Linked DNA regions of Mus musculus: region 1 is linked to region 2. Evidence: chromatin contacts called from public HiChIP or PLAC-seq data. All regions are on one chromosome and are shown on one strand. Each heading gives the region's core, a stretch centred on a gene start, on an enhancer-like site or on the middle of the called end of the contact. The rest is flanking DNA. Distances are from core to core; before and after follow the strand shown.

Evidence for each region. HiChIP or PLAC-seq counts read pairs in DNA pulled down with a chosen protein or histone mark.
Region 1: an H3K4me3 HiChIP or PLAC-seq map of bone marrow-derived macrophages shows a contact between it and region 2, with 4 times the contacts expected there. The contact joins the enhancer-like site here to the promoter of 4930440I19Rik in region 2. A contact is called at or near these places in 6 of 484 Hi-C or Micro-C datasets (the AtT-20 cell line, bone marrow-derived macrophages, cortical neurons and 2 more) and 2 of 115 datasets of contacts at active chromatin or transcription factors (bone marrow-derived macrophages and pancreatic cancer cells).

What each region holds. Positions count from the first base shown.
Region 1 is chr2:78,376,474-78,379,583 of GRCm38.p6, reverse strand. No RefSeq gene overlaps it. Among named protein-coding and RNA genes, the nearest start is that of Gm46750, 9.8 kb to the left of the region's middle. Within about 2 kb of position 1,318, at least 1 of the 459 cell types and tissues checked has an H3K27ac peak or open chromatin away from gene starts, as enhancers often do. A contact at or near this core is called in bone marrow-derived macrophages, where this site is marked.
Region 2 is chr2:78,049,456-78,052,527 of GRCm38.p6, reverse strand. It overlaps 4930440I19Rik (RIKEN cDNA 4930440I19 gene), which reads right to left and starts at 1,351. Exons shown (of 7, transcript NR_108098.1): 1 at 1,190-1,351. It overlaps Gm52519 (a long non-coding RNA gene), which reads left to right and starts at 544. Exons shown (of 3, transcript XR_003953861.1): 1 at 544-848; 2 at 1,148-1,447.

The sequences.
Region 1 (3,110 bases), core at 69-2,568, 330 kb before region 2:
CCGTCAGTAACTAGAGTCTCCATGATATTTATAAGTGGATTACCACATCCCCCAGACCAGGGTCTTCTGTCATAAGGGTTGTCACTTTTCTTTGCATCTTCTTTTTGTTTTTTCTTGAATCTGTCTCCTTGTCTATTTAAAGCAAAGTGACCTTGAAGCATCATCAGTGAAAATGTGGAGAAGTAGAAATCTACCAATCCATATTAGACAATAATGGCTGTCATGGTATCAATCCGCATCTTTTTTCTTCTTTATGTTTTGCTCTAAGTGCCTTTTTTCACTAGTCTATAACAGTCTTTCCCAGAAAACTAAATTAATAAACCTGAGACCAAGGCTATTAGATACCTGGTCATCTGTTGAATAACTTAAAGCTGCAAACCAAAACCATGAATGACTCAGAAGTCACTTACCTCCTCTGCTATCCAGTGAAGTATTTTTTGAAAATACATATATTTGTTCATTTTCTCTAAAGTCACCTTTATGGGAATAGTAGTTCATACAGGAAACTCTCCCCAGGTAACTTAATCCTAAATGCTGGTCTATAGGAAGCAAAGCAGTACATATACATTTCCAAACTCTTAGGCCCCAGACATTTACTAATTTATACTGATGACTTCCAGATCCAATATTCTGTGTCACTTTGTGACCATGGTAGGGTGTGTCCAAGAATTTCCTTTGGAACACAAGGACAGTGTTTCTCAAATCGTTATTAACTATGATGTCTGCATGAAGGTCTAACTTGGATCTTTTGACTCAACATAAATTAAACTGTCGACCACAGCAACTGAATATCAATGTGTTTTCCTTTTAAAATAGCTTCAGATGTGTTTCTGTTACATAAAAAATTATTTAGAAAATTACTTTGTGTAATTATACAAGAATCATTGCAATTGTATTCTACTTAACTATATTAAGCCCTCTAGTTCCTGTGTCATTGTTTTGGGGCCAGTTTATTATGATACTATAGTTACTTTTGTAAAATAAATCTCACACAGGGATATAATGTAATTACAACTTTACCTTCAATTAACCTTCTCCTCAATGACTAAATTAACACAAATTATACAGAATGCTATTCCTAGCTATAGAATCTTGTTAAAACAGTGGTTATCTCATGAACACAATGTCCCCATTAGGAAGAAGAAAATAATTTTGAATGCATAGCTGTACATTGCTCTCATTTATCTTTTGGTCTTTATTATGCAGTGGTATTCCTGGAAGTCAGTAGATACATAATGTCGGTTGACACTGTTTCTCTCCCCTCATAAACTGAAATGTAACACAGCCAACAGCATTAGGTCGTCCACTTTGCATTCATTAGTCATGCAGGAAGTTAATCATCTGGCTATAAATGGAAGCTTGCTCCAGTTTTAGTAGGGCAATATTTACTTTCCTTTTATCCTTAGAAATAGAAGGCATAATTGGTGAAGGGGATTGAGGTTGACAAGTCTTGAGATGGTCACATTTTAACAAAATATTTTGCATTCTGCATTCTCAGAATAGCAATGTTCAATCCTTTTATAAGAAGATGTGACTATAGCCTTTACTCAAGGCCTGAAGAGTTGACATAAGGGACAGTTCACAAGCGAGGAGTAGAAAGTAAGAACAAGTAAGAACTTTCACATCTCATTACCTCCCTGACTGACCATTCTCCCCACCATACATCAGTGCTATCTGAAGAGGTCATGGATGTGGCTCCGACCACTCCAGTTTTAATTACGTTTTTCCCTAGAGCAAAATTTGAAATTCTGGAAAATCCTCAGCAAAGAAGATTGAAGATGACTGCCTGAGAATGACTATCTAGGTTCCCTGTGGACCTGAGAGCAACTCCCTGCATAAGTATTAAATCATTACTTCTAAGTCATAGCATTCAAACCCTAGAAAGTTGGAAAATTCTATTTCTAAAATTAACGTATAGATGAAATAATAGATTTTAAGCTTACATTTTTCTACAGAAAGTGATATGACAATATAATCTTTCACAATAATAGTTAATTGACCATCAGGGATGATTTTCTATTCTAAGACAAGTAAGCATCAACTTTTATGTTAATTCTATAAAGCCCAACATGGAAGAAATATGGATATAAGAATAAACCTATGGATCACAGAAATGCTGCCATCAACAGCCTTAAAACAGAAATTTTTGAAAAGTACAAAACAGGACACTTAGCTATGAAATCAAGTCATGTTAAGGGAAGAAATAATATCACTAGAAGAGAATATATTATAACGTAACTCTATGATCAGGAAGGATGGATATTGGGACAGATAACTAGTGTTTCATCTATTTACAGCTACTGACCATAGCTTACTGACCGTTGCTTCACTTAAGGAGCAAAGGACATTTTCCCAGTCTTCCCAATTTCAGTTTCTTGCTACAATGTTCTCACCAAGAGAAAATCATCCCACTAGATCAGTGGAAGGAAGCTCTTAGAATTAACACAGTGGCTCATGCCTGTAACCCAATCCTTCAGGAAGCAAAAGTGAGAAGATCACAAGTTCAAAGTCAGACTGGGATATACAGCAAGCTCTTGGCTAGCTTGTACTAAATGGTAAGAGCCCATATGTATAAACAAATGATGGAGGATATTGTCTCAACACTTGCGTGCCAACCTAGTGTTCAAAAAAAACCCAGGACCAACAGCAATAGCAAAATAATAATAATAATAATAATAATAATAATAATAATAATAATAATAAACAATTAAGAAAGTGAAGAATGCTCATAATGGAAAAGCAGCTACCTAAAAGGAAAACTCTCCAAGCCTGCAGGGACCAACAGTTCTTTCTATATCCACAGACTCAATTCAGTGTATTTTATGAGTCCCTTTCAAGAGAACAGAGATTCTCACTCAGATAGGAAGACTGTATTGTGAATTAAAAATATATCAAAGAATGCAACCATAAGATGAAATTATTCTCATCCATCAATTACTTTCCAACAAAAATGTTGGTATGGAAAAATTATTAAAGGACTTCACTAGAAATGTGACCATTCTCAGAGGAGGTAAAAGGGTTGGCTATAAAATTAAAATATACAACTATGGAAAGAAGAAGAAATGACATCTTTGAAGTTAAAAAAAAAACTCCAGTAGCAAAATTGAATT
Region 2 (3,072 bases), core at 102-2,601:
AGCAAGAAGAAAAGTTTATTGCTTATAATCACAAAATGACTTTAGTAGTAAGATGTATTCTAATTTGACAGATTTTTGAAGAAATGTCTATCAGAATTCACTACTCACTTTTTAATATTTAGAAGTTATAATTGTAGGAACAAAATATTCCCTTTTTGCCAAGGAAAAGAAACAACAGTGGTATGATACCTTTTTTGAATAAGCCACTGCTGTGCGTGGATATTCTTGTAACTACGCAGATTATCAACTATTCTGAGTGGAAAAGAAGTGGGGAATGTACAGGGATATATAATTCTGGCTAGTATGAGCAATGTAGTTAGTCATGACCCAGAAGGGGAAATCCGCCCTAGAAGGAGGAGAAAGAACATTTTAGACAATAAGCTTTTGAAGGACATACTAAGCTTTGGAAACTGTTACCTTGGAATAATGAAAGTCCTCTTAAACTCATAGGGTCATTGATTTTTCTCAAATTAATTTTATTAGAAATCTGAATTCTCACAAAGTCTGATGAAAATATTTACCAACATCATCCTTTATCTTCAGGGTTTCGTGCTGTGCTCTAATGGTAACCAGAAAATGGGATTCTGAGAACCGTTTTGACAAATAGCAGCTACATCACAAAGCATGAGTAAGCCACATTTCAAATGGAGGAGGGTTTAATGGCCTAATAACCAAGACGTGAGAGAAAGCAGCTAACAGGAAGACAGAAGTCACTCTTACGGTCGCAAGAACACAAACCAACATCTTCCAAAGCGAGAACTGTAAACGCTGAGAAGTCACGAAGTCATTCCATTCTATGAGGAACGGTGTCATGCACCCTTTGATTTAGTAACGAAGCTATGAAAAAGGTAGAACTGCTAACCGCATGTATCTGCAGTAGCTCCTTTTCTGTAATGGAGGATCCATTTTGAAAAGAGAGTGTTGGTAGATGTGAGATTTAAAAAACATTATTCATCCCTTTGTCACAGCAGGATGACTAAGCCTGCTGCCACCAAGAGTTGTCTCAGTATTCCCTGATGAAGGCTCTTTAATAGGATGAACTGAACACCACTACTTAGCTATTTTCACAAACCAACAAGAGAGCATAGGAGAGCCTCTGAGAAGCAAGGTTTTGCTTTGTATTGATTGAATATGTTTATGTTTGCAGACAGAAACGTACTGCTGCAGTGCCATAGGTGGAGAGACTCACCAATTAAGTGGCGAATTGACTCCAATACGGATCGGACGCCTCCGTTTCCCAGTCACGGGTGCTTGACAACACTCAGGATCTGTGCGTGCTCTTTTGAACCTAAACTAAATCCAAACAGAAATCCCAAAAGCTTGCACCTTCCTTAATACAGCTGGTTTGAGTGACATGAGGTCGCTCAACTTTGTCATAAACCCCCGCTGCCTTGGCCACGCCCACAGAAAAGAAGCCTCTGGAATCTAGGAAGTCGCGTGAGACAACGTGAGACACCATAGCCACTCCGTAGCTTTTGCTGTTCTCTATGACGTACCATTTAAAGGGGGGGGGGGGGGAGTCGGCAAGAATTTTGTAGGATAGGAGCATAAACTCAACAAATGAACCAAGTTAAACTGTCCATGGTTGGGCCCTAGCCAACTGTAATGTCAAACTGAAGGAGAAAGGCCCTTTGGCTCCCAATCCTTACTACACATTTCTTTCCTCCATCCTCTTTCTTTGGGCTTTCCAGCGCAAGCCTCTCAGTTTCCTTGGCTAATCTGCACTTATAGGGAAACTTGGTATGCTTTATGATGCAAGGGTTTAACAAGTTGCTTCTTACAGTAATATTTACATTTCAAGAAGTGATACTTGGACGAGCCTTGAGAGAGGACCAGAAGCTGGAGTTCCTGCGGGGTTGAACCCCGTCCGTGGGTGTCGAGAATTCAGCCTAGCATCATGTGTCCTTTCACACAACGGTTCAGCATATTTCATGTTTTATATGTTACAACTATGTTTCCTTCCAGGCTGCCTTTTTCTGTGGGAACATATATGGTTTTCTAGAACAAATATTTTTTAAAATTCGCATTCTAGGTTTCAAAACCTGGTTTAGTACAAAAAAAAAAAAAAAAAAAAAAAAATCTTTCCTTACAGAAAAATTTCAAACTCTGCTGAAAGACTTCAGGGTTGTCCAGGCAAACGTTTTCACTCTGCCTGATCAATATGAACAACTCCCCTCGCATCAGCACTAAGCTAAATGTTTTGCTGTCGTAGTAGCCTTTAAACTAGGGCATATAGCTGAAGGACCCCTGAGAGCATACAGCCAAAGGTATGGTCTTTGTACTTTAGAACAGAATAGTGTGGTTTCAGTCAGAATATCCCTCCAGGAAGTAGAAATATCTTCAATTTTGGGTTTGTGTTCTTAGCTTCAAGGGGAAAAAAAGGGGAAATAAAAGAAAAAGGGAGGAAGGAAGAAGTAGTTGGGGGAAGGGTGTGGGCACTTTCCATCATATGACAAACCCTGCCCATTGTTAATAACAGAACTGACCATGACAACATATTCTATCAAATTTATACTACGATATGAGACAGCAACCAGTTTCTCATTGAGGCCACATTGTCAGTGCATTTAACTCCAATGCATGTGGGTAAAATGGTCTCCAGAGCTTCCTGCCACTGGAATCACCTGGGAAGATTTAATCTCACCGATGCCCAGGGACTGCCTCTGTAGCCTCTGGGCATCAGAAGATGTCAACATTACTCCATGTGATTCCTGTGTGTGGGTACATTGCTCATCAAAGGACAGAAGACAGACATATTCCAGATACCTGTTTGAACTGGTTGACTGAGCCAGCTTCATTGGGTATTTAACCAATGTTCGCCTTTGTAGCTTCCCTACATCCCACATTCTGTGAAACGGAGGCAGAAGTGGCTCACAGTCTTACAGAGCAGCCTTCTGACCCATTAATCAGTAGGTTGTTCCCCTCTCTTTTTCCCTCTGTGGGCTCTGACTCATGCTGCAGTAGAGAAAAAGACAAACAGCCTAGTCAATAAATGACTACTGCTGTTGGATTGCCTTTCTTTGACTACAGTGAACAAGCCAGAAAGTGCCTTTCAGTAATACAGGAGCCGCT